2 separate regions of the Rattus norvegicus genome follow, and region 2 is linked to region 1. Evidence: chromatin contacts called from public Hi-C data. All regions are on one chromosome and are shown on one strand. The core of a region is the stretch at or near the end of the contact, and the rest is flanking DNA. Distances in the headings are between cores, read along the strand shown.

Region 1 (5,227 bases), core at 905-3,404:
GAACAAGGAGCAAGAGAGTGAGGAGGGGACAAGCAGCCCCTTTTATAGTGCGAGGCACAGCTGGCTGTTGCCAGGCAACTGTGGGGCGGAGCATACCTGGCTGTTGCAACTGTGGGGATGGAGCTTACACAGAACACCAACAAAAAGAGTCTTCTTGTCCTTCAAGCAAGCTATACTTTTTTCCAGAAATTCATTGTTGTTTATGTCTAAACGTATGGGCTTTTGAAAAAGGTCTACCTGCCATTTTTCAGCCAGCGAGCATCCTAAACACATGCTGAGACGCGTGCCCTGCCCTGAAAAATATTTTGAAGTTCCCTGCCGCCATAATTCTTACTATGACTTCACAGGGAGACTTTTGTGGCTGAGTCTGACATTGAAGCAGTTGGATACTCGCGTGATGCATCTTCCAGCAGGGTTTGTGAACCACCCATAGCCCCACCTTAGGTCTGTACCAACCATCGGGAAAAGTGTGGCCACTGAACCGCATTAACATGTTTCCTGCACTCTAGAGTTCAGTTGTTACCATAACAACAGTACTTTTCAGTTCCTGGAGTTTCTTTTTAAGATTCATTTATGTCATTTCATTTCATGTACAAGTGCTTTGCCTACATGTAGGCAACACCTGCCTGTCTTGTACCCACAGAGGTTAGAAGCGAGCATCAGATCCCCTGGTACTGGAGTTACCGTAGGTGGTTGTGAGCCACCACTTGAGTGCTGAGAGTTGAACCCCGGTCTTCTGTAAGAGACGGAAGTACTCTTGATCACTGAGCCATCTCTCTCCAGATCAATTCCTGGAATTTTCAATAATATTGCTTTTGAATATTTGTTTGGGCCCATTTTTTGAAGAAATGAAGTGGAAAACAGGTGAGAGGCAGTAGACTGAAACTATTTACCTGTGTGCTAGAGAACATCACATTGATGCAGCCAGCACCAAGCCCAGGGACTAATGTCAGGGAGCCCACACCTTGTACCCCTCTTCTTCCACAGTTCGGCTGCTTAAACATTAACAGCCAAAGTGCTGAGCATGGCTGGTCCACCAAAAATAAGTACAATATTATTACACAATTATTCCAATTCAGGGCAACATGAATTGATAGGTAACTTGTTCCCTTCAAAGCAACACAATCGGTATTCCTCTTGCCAATGTGTGCCAGAAAACGAAAATCGAATAGATCTTTTTGGCACTTGATCTTAGCCAAAGAGTGAAGAAGCCATTGTGTTGAGGCGTGCGCGCGTGTACGTATGCATGTATGTGTGTGTTGCTGTGTTTACAACCCCCGTGGCCTTTCACATCCTAGGCAAATGCTCTATCATTGAGCTATACTCTATCCTAGCAAACATCTTTTGGAGAAGACAGAGTCAAAAGAACTATACCCATGTATACCCTTTATTAAACCCAAAGTGGGCCGTGGGCAGGCTCTGGCAAGATGAGGGAGACCAAGGACTATAAACAGAAAGCAGGACCTTAGAGGAAAGAACAAAGGACCAGGTCGCTGGGCTAGAAGAAACCTGGGATTAGGGGTTGGTTTAACAACAGATTCATAAAACAAGGCTTTCTAATCAGAGCAGAGCAATTGCCTTTAGCTACAACCTAGGACAATTAGAGTAAAATGGTAAATCAGATACAGTATTTTGTAAAAAGTCCCTGCCCTGGGCTCATCGGATCACCAGGATTTGGTCGGAGGAAATGCCGGCTCGTGGCGCTTTCCAACTCCTGGCAGGGCGCCAAGATCTGAAGTCCTCCGGGATACTCCGGCCCACTTCCAAAGCCCAGAACGCGCTGCACTGCCTCTCTTTAATGCATTGACTGGGGACAAATGTGCATTTAAAATCTGGCAGGGAGGAGTCTTGGAAATTGCTGGCCTGGGGGCTGCAGCGATGGGCTTTGAGAAGGAAAATAACAAGGGACGGCTTTCTCTCCAGAACGAATCGCAGGCCTGACCCATATCCCCGCGGGGTGCGGAGCCGGCAAAGGGGCAGGCGGGGGGCCGCCAGGGACGCTCCCCGGAGCGCGCTCAGGTGCATCAGGCGCTGCTCCACAGCTGCTCCCGCGCCGCCCCGGGAATGGGCCTCGACTGTAGCCCCAGCTTTCCCGCCCGCAGGCTGGGGGCGGGGCAGCCCCAGCCACATCCCCCCCCCCCGCCCCCACATCCTCCGGGCGCTGTCCGTCCGGCGTTCCCAGCGAGAGACATGGCCGGGAGCAGTGAGAAGGCGCCAGACTCCGGGCGAGGCGTCGTGGTAAATGCGAACTCCGGATTCCCGGCTCCCTTAGCTCTCTCCCCTCCCCTCTCCTCCCTTCGGGGCACCCCTCCACTCCCGCCCCCCAACCCTTTAGCTGACAAGCGTTCGGGAGAGAACCGGCCAAGGCTTTGTTCCTCCTCCGGGCGGAGACCGCTGGTTTTCTCGCATCCAGGCCTCCCTTCTCCACCCGGTCTGACGAAACTCCTACTAAAATCACTCCTTCATCCAGAGTTCCCAATAACTCCTCCCTTCCCACCCTCCCCGCGGGTTCCTGGCCTGGAAGCCAGCCTCCTACCGGGTCCCCACTTCTGCTATCCACAAGGACTCTAGCCTGCCAGCCGGGGTTTAGGAAGATCCCCAGCACGCAGCTCTAGTGGCCTTCCTTTTAGCACTGCCTCCTCACTTCAGTGAGTTTTGAGTTCTGTTTTGAAAACGGCCACTGAGAACTCACTCTTCAGGGCAGCCAAGGTGCAAAGTAGCGCTAGTGAATGCAATCGGAACTCTGAATCTGGGGCGCGGCTCTGCCGAAGCCAGCAGCTAGAGTGTCCTATGCCTTGTCTGTGACGGAAGACAAACTTGATGTGTGAAAAACCCAGTAGTGTGTCAGGATGGAAGTGGGGCCAGGTCCAAACCTCTTCAACTTCAGGGATCGTTCATTCAGGTGTCAGCCCGAGGGCTCCCAGCTCCCACAATATTGAAATTAAACTCTAGCGGATGGTAGTTGTGAGTCCAGGATGGGGTGAAAAGGTGTGAAGGTGGTGGGCGGGGCTGATTTACCATTAAGATCCTCTTTCCAGAGCTCAGCGTGTAATTCGCAGCTAATCTGTTTATGGAAATGAATGGATTTAATTAGAATGAGTGGGTTGGGAAGGAAACACCTCTCAGTTAAATAGAACTGTTCAGGTTGAAAGGTGGGGCTCAGCTCTCAATTAAACAGCAGGACCTTCCTTCCCTCAAGGAGGAATGCCTTTTGTCTGCCGTGCCAGGTTCTGCTCCTACACCTGGTAACCAGATAAACTCTTCTTCCTGGAACTTGCATTCTGGGAAGGGGCACAGGGAAGCCCTGTGAAAACACAGTCTGGATAGTTCAGCCAGCCATTCCTGGAAAGGGGAGGGGAGCAGTGTCTTTACCCATATGATCAAAGAGTCTGCAGTGACATTTCACCCAAGATCAGAAACAGAAACGGAAGGTAAACCATGTGAGGACCCATGGCACAGAGACACATGTCAAGGGCAGAGAGGAGAACACAGTTTCTGATTTGTGCTTTTACAATAAAAACACTCCAGTCGCTGTGGGTATGATAGACCCGGTGGGAGGGGGTGAAAATATGAAAGATGGGGGTTGGGGATTTAGCTCAGTGGTAGAGCGCTTGCCTAGCAAGCGCAAGGCCCCGGGTTCGGACCTCAGCTCTGGGAAAAAAAGAAAGAAAGAAAGAAAGAAAGAAAGAAAGAAAGAAAGAAAGAAAAAAAGAAAATATGAAAGAGGAAGTCATTAAGCTAACTGCCTCCCAAATGACATCTTTAAGGTTCGCAACCTGAAAGTCATACTTGAAACGACTCCAGAATGTACTAAGGTAGATTTGGAAAACCATTGTCAGGTTAGTTTGGGGGATAAATGAAGAATGGAATAAAATAAACTGGGAGAAATAAAATCAACTGTTAAGAACAAACGCCCGGGGTTGGGGATTTAGCTCAGTGGTAGAGCACTTGCCTAGGAAGCGCAAGGCCCTGGGTTCGGTCCCCAGCTCCCGGAAAAAAAGAACAACAACAAAAAAAAAAAAGAAGAAGAAGAAGGAGTGAAGAACAAACGCCCGGGGGGCTGGGGATTTAGCTCAGTGGTAGAGCGCTTACCTAGGAAGCGCAAGGTCCTGGGTTTGGACCCCAGCTCCGAAAAAAAGAACCAAAAAAAAAAAAAAAAAAAAGAACAAACGCCCGGAACGCCCCCAGATGTGAGAGGCACATGGTGGACACAAAGCCCACCAAGAATGAAGCGCTGGATGGGAGAAAGCAAGCAGGAGAGGAGTCGATGTCTAGGGAACAGTTTGACGGAAGTGGACTAGCCAGGGTCATGAGATCGTCAAGAGTGTCTGATGTTGCCGGAAGAGCAAGTCGGATGGGGATGACCAGAGGCCATTAGTGAGGAGCACCTTTCTTCTTCTTCTTCTTTTTTTTTTTTTTTTTTGGTTCTTTTTTTTTTTCGGAGCTGGGGACCAAACCCAGAGCCTTGCACTTCCTAGGCAAGCGCTCTACCACTGAGCTAAATCCCCAACTCGAGGAGCACCTTTCAAATAGCCACCTCGTGGCCAGTCTACTTACAGTACCACGGCAATGTGGAACGCCTTTCAAATTGTGAAATCTAGAGTGCCACTGTACCATAGATGCTAGATGCTTCCAAAGTCAAGTGGCACAATCCAGCTTGAGGTGTAGCTCATATAAAACCCATCCCCATCACCACAGATTATTAAAAATCAAAAGGAGATAAATCTAGATGTACTCATAGGATGCTTAGATTACTAAAGTCTAAAAAGCCTAAAATGAGAAAAACTGTAAACACAATATTCCTATCTATTTGTGTCTACAGAGGCCTTATGAAGGACCCATGGGCATAGCAAGAGGTCAATAAGGAGAGAAGAAGCTAGAGTGAGGCTTGGGCACTGTGAGTAGTTGCTGAACTGCCCAAGTGCCCCCTAACGTTGACGATAACCAGTGTATGACAGAAACACCCTCTGCATATGTTAATTTCTCCAATAAGACTTAGTAAAATTCGAAGGAAATTCAGGTGCTGAAGAAAGGAAAGGGTTAGGAAAGCCAGAGGCAAGAAGGATGTAGGCAAAATAGCCAGTCCTTAAGGGTAGGGTAAAACAAAAATCAAAAAGGAAGTTATAACAATAAACAGACCTTGTAACTCCAGAGGTAGGGCTACCTCAGAAGACTGGTAGGTTTATGGGAACGTGCGTGTTGCTGGTGTAGAATTAGGATTAAATAG
Region 2 (4,893 bases), core at 1,283-3,782, 100 kb before region 1:
CCAGTGTGGCAGAGCAGATGGCTATGTGCTCGAAGGCAAGGAGCTGGAGTTCTACCTGCGGAAGATCAAAGCCCGGAAAGGCAAATAAACTGTCATAACTCGTGTAATAAAGGTGTTTGCTGTTAAAAAAAGAAAAGAAAAGAAAGGAATAGTCAGGAGGGAAATAGGTAGATAGGAAGGAAGAAAGGAAGTGGAAAGGAAGTATAGGTAGGGAGGAAAAAGGTGGGCAGGAAGGAAGTGGGAGGGAGGCTAGGGAGGAGGTAGGTGTGTTCTCCATCCGTCCAAGTTACCTCACCTGACTAGACATCTCAAACACATGAAGAGCTCAGTAGAAGACAACAGAAAGATAAAATGGTATTGTGGCTAACTGAGTCAATTGGCTAAGTTATGAGAAAGGAATCTCACACAGACTTTGGACATAGCCCTGGGCAAGTATCTGGCTGGCTAGTGAGGTCTGAAAACTCCTCGAGTTTTTATTGTTTTCCTAATACTTTTAAATTTATGAAAAGCAAAAGCGATTTTTTTAGTGTGGGTGTGGGTGTGTGCGCATGTGTGACAGTGTCTGTGTGTCCCCCCACAGTTTACATGAGCACTGTCAACTCCGTTGCTGTTTTACTCTGTGCTTGGCCCATGTTAGCAACAGACAAGTCAATCAGGACATAACAAGTTGCAAAGCCTAGTGAAAAAAAAATGTAAATCACACACACACACACACACACACACACACACACACACACACACACACCCTACTGTGGGTTACTGAATTCATTTTTAAAAAGAAGTTGAGGTGCTGCCCTGAAGGAGAAAATGCCGCCTGATGTCTCGTGGCAGTAGCAGACCCAGATGGCCCGCTTAAGACAGAAACTTCTGTGAAGTGAGGAGGACACTTTCAAAAACACAGCTCCTATTATTTCCAAAGGGCATTTAAGGACACCACTGATCTTGGCTTCTGGTCTGTGCAGGGCAGAATCATCCTGCTGGTCCAGTGTGTGGGTCAACCGCTAGAGGGAGGCAGGGACCTGAACTTCCACAGCAGATCATCCGGCTTGTCTACAGAGTGGAAGAAGTTTCACTTCATCTGTCTTTGGAGACCGCTTAATTCTTAGATTGATTCTTCTCTTCGATAGTCGTGGAAGGGCCTCTGTGTGTTCACATTAGACAGTGAGGGACGTGGGATCTGTACACACAGTAGGGCCTGTCTTGCATTTGCAGAGAGAAGTCAGGAAGCTTATAGACGTGCTCTCTGAAAACATCCTTGCCTTCCCCACGCTCTCACCTGCCTGGCAACTTGAGGACAGGCCAGCAGCCCCTGCTTCACCCGCTGCCTGGCTCTGGTCACACTCAAGGGTAGTTAAACAAGCTAATGAAGCAAAGGATCCGTTGCCTTTCAAAGTCGTGTCTGCCGTATGTAGCCAGTCCCCTCAATTCGTGCAAAGGAGACATCTCCAGGGTTATCATCTGTCAAAAGGCCCCATAGGCATATGAACAAGTGTCCACTTGGTACTAACTACTGGAGGAGACCAGATGCTCTCTCCCAAGGAAGCAGTAATCTCTGGCATGGATGTGTTATGAGGAACCATTTTGCATCGCATTCTAACCATGATTCCAGTGACTCTCTGGGCCAGCAACTGAAAGCACTTTTCAGCTAAGCTGGTAAAAGCACCTACCACACAAGCCTGATGACCTGAGTTCGATCCCCAGATCTAACAGTAGCCGAGAACCAAGCCTTCCTCGGCTCTCCTCGTGTTATACTGCGACACTGGATCCATGCACACACATACACACAATGATAATTAATTTTCAAAATTAACTCTAAATGAAAACTAGCACTTTGGAAAACTAATGAACAAATTGAGCTAGCCCACTTCTTGTTTTCGAGACAGGATCTTACTATCTATTCCAAGCTGACCCAAACTTAACACCTTCCTCCCTCTTAACCACAATAGCTGGCTAATCTTAATTAGTGGGTTTTTTGTTGTTGTTGTTGTTGTTGTTGTTGTTGTTTAAGTAAATATCTCAGTGCTCAGTCATATCTCCAGGAGCACTGGCTGCTCTTCCAAAGCGGCCAGGTTCAATTCGCAGCACCCACATGTTCACGGAACCTGTCTGCTTGAAGACTAGGCACACATGCTTTTAGGCAGAGCACTCACACACATAAAATGAAATAATCTTTTTTTTAAAATGCAAAGGCTCAAAACCTGAGAGAAATATTCCTAAGAGCTGACCTTACCTCATCTTTCTTAATTTTGTATGTTAAGATATTCATTTTATAATCAAAAAGCGGAATGAACCACTTTTAGGGAGAAAAGCGGTTTTTCCCCTTCTGTGAATGGCTATAAAGGAGATTGTAAGCAGCGAGAAGAAAGGATGGTTACTAAGAAAGTGCTCTGCCAGGAACGGTGTGGTGCAGAGTGCATGGAAGGGGTAGGGAAGCTAAAGGGCACTCACCTTCCCTGCTTCCCTGCACAGTGCCCCGCCAGGCACCACTCTCCATTATAGGAACTCAGGGTGGCTGGGGGAGGGGAGCAGAGGACAACCTCCCAGCATGCACTGCCTGCCGAACACAAGCCCTTTGGAAAACAGGCTGGTTAGAGAGTGAGGGTGAAACCTTTGCTTGGCAGGCTTTGCAAGGCAGAGAGAACCGTTACCATTTTAGCAAGTTTTATTTGTATTCTGCACAGTTCACTTCACAGTGATTATAAATGACCGAAATAATTTTAATTAACTCATAAATGTTATTCCTTACTGCACAGAAAAGCACTTGCATTTTAAAAAAAAAAATAATCGGGGCATCTGTAAAGTGGAATTAGCAAGAAATAACTACCCAGAGGAGGCAAGCACGTGTGAGTGTTTGGAAGACCTGGAGGGGGCGGTCCCTCTTGGAGCTACTGTTCCTTCTAAGACCGGAAGTAGAGGAACTAGGTAAGATGCGATGTCTGAGGGCATGTTGCCTTGGAAGATGTTTTTTACTTAATTTAAGTAGAATGGTTGCAACTCCCAGCAGACATGCAAATGAGCATCTAGAATTTTAGTAGGGGCCCAGGAGTCTCCACAATGTCATCAGTTCCTTATAAGTCACTTGTAATTCGCCTAGCGAAAGGCTCCATGGAAAGGGAGGATAGTGGGTTGCCGGGGTGGGAAATAATGAGGAGAATAGAGACAGGCATTATCCACCAGCAGACTTTTAAAGCTAAAGAAATTAAATGACCAAAGTAGGAATAACGAAATTTAAAAACACCTGAACCCAGGAAAAAGTAGGAATGGAAGCAAGATTTCTATCTTCAGCTCATTAAGATGAATAGCGAAACCCTTCTCCATTGGGCTTCCCTCGCCCTCCAACTTCAGCCAGCAGAGGGGAGGATGTGGGGACCGTGAGACCGTCCACAGGGGGCAGGGAGAATCGCTAGACTTTGACCAGGTAAATGTTGCTCTTCACCCTCTTATCTTCCCGTGACTCTTGTTGACCTGCGTCGACTGAACACTGTAAATGATTAACTGGTTGAAAGGAAACTCCGAAGGCTTGTGATCATGTCTCTCAAACACATACTTTCCCTTCGCAGCTGATATTTTGGAGAAACTTTTCTTGCAAGCTGGAATATCGGTCCATCTGGAACAAGCATTTCTGTTATTATTTCTTTAGCTCTCAGAGAATTACTGTGCTATTTCTCCGAGGTGAAATAGAATGGGGAAGTCGCAGGACTTCACGCTATCACGAGTCTCCTATGCAGCCCGATTTAGAGAGTAGCATGGAGCCCAGCCAAAGAGAAAACCACAATGTGATTCTGCTTCTCCCTTGGGAAAGAAAAAGGACGACGTTTCTGATAATAGGAGAGAGTGAAAGAAAGCCTGACACTGTAGGAAGAGAGCTACAGTGACCATTGCATGCCACATGGGTCGTATAGGCAAGTTCTCTGAAAAGATACCTCAAGGCTTATGAGTGTACAAGCAGAAGCAGGGACCCAAACAGAAAGCACTATTGCTATGTCAGCCATTAAAGAGGGGTGACCTTTAAGAATACACTGTTGGACTACAACGAGCATTTAATATCAACTTTTCCTCTAATGAAAGGGAATAAAACAACAACGGTCACAGACAAACAAAATTGTATGCAAATGTATAAATACGTCTTTTAAAAGCGTTGGCTTTGGGTTGAAGAGCCAGCTTGGCAGTTTAGAACACTTGTTGCTTTTGCAGATGACCAGGGTTTCCCTTCTCGGTATCCACATGCTAGCTGGAAACCATCTGTAATTCCAGTTCCAAGAGAACCTGACTCATTCTTTTGACTAGGCACACACACACAATGCACAGACATCATACTATAAAATGAAAATGTATTCAAACACATAAACATTCATACATATAAACTAAAGTAAGTTTTTTTTTTTAAATCGAAACCTTTGAGTATGAAGGTTATGGTTTGAATCTGAAATCCACCAACCCCAGGCTCATGCCAGTTTTTAAGGGCTTATTTATAATGGGGTGGGGGTGAGGGCTGATCCAGAATCATTGGATCCTCTGGAGTTGGAATTATAGGGGCTTGTGAACCATACTACACGGATGATGAGACCCTGATTTCAAGTCCTCTGAAAGAGCACCACACACTTTGAATGGCTGAGACATGCCTTGTGCCCCTGCACTCATGCTTTGAAGGCATGGTCCCAGCTTGTGTGATTCTTGAAGGCTCTGAGACCTGACTACCAGAAGAGAGTCAACAGAGACAGGTCTGCCTTGGAAGGTTGTACCTATTCCTATTCCAGACTATAATGGATTCTTGGTTTATTGACCCACCAATCATGTGATTGGCCACCTCCAGCTCCTACCTCTACAGACACAGCCCCTCCTGAAACCATATCTTCCCCCATCATGGCGGTACGAAACATGAACCAAAATAAA

What was found. A called contact is a pair of places that touch in the nucleus more often than the background predicts.
Region 2: a Hi-C map of liver shows a contact between it and region 1, with 4 times the contacts expected there. The contact joins the enhancer-like site here to the promoter of Prtfdc1 in region 1. A contact is called at or near these places in 3 of 12 Hi-C or Micro-C datasets (the Rat2 cell line, liver and mammary epithelial cells) and 1 of 1 datasets of contacts at active chromatin or transcription factors (oligodendrocytes).

Annotation. Positions count from the first base shown.
Region 1 is chr17:88,559,705-88,564,931 of GRCr8, reverse strand. It overlaps Prtfdc1 (phosphoribosyl transferase domain containing 1), which reads left to right and starts at 2,154. Exons shown (of 9, transcript NM_001106127.1): 1 at 2,154-2,238. The coding sequence starts at 2,191.
Region 2 is chr17:88,662,835-88,667,727 of GRCr8, reverse strand. Rps8l1 (ribosomal protein S8 like 1) reads left to right here. Exons shown (of 2, transcript XM_039096347.2): 2 at 1-145. The coding sequence ends at 88. Among named protein-coding and RNA genes, the nearest start is that of Thnsl1, 42 kb to the right of the region's middle. Within about 2 kb of position 2,532, at least 38 of the 93 cell types and tissues checked have an H3K27ac peak or open chromatin away from gene starts, as enhancers often do. A contact at or near this core is called in liver, where this site is marked.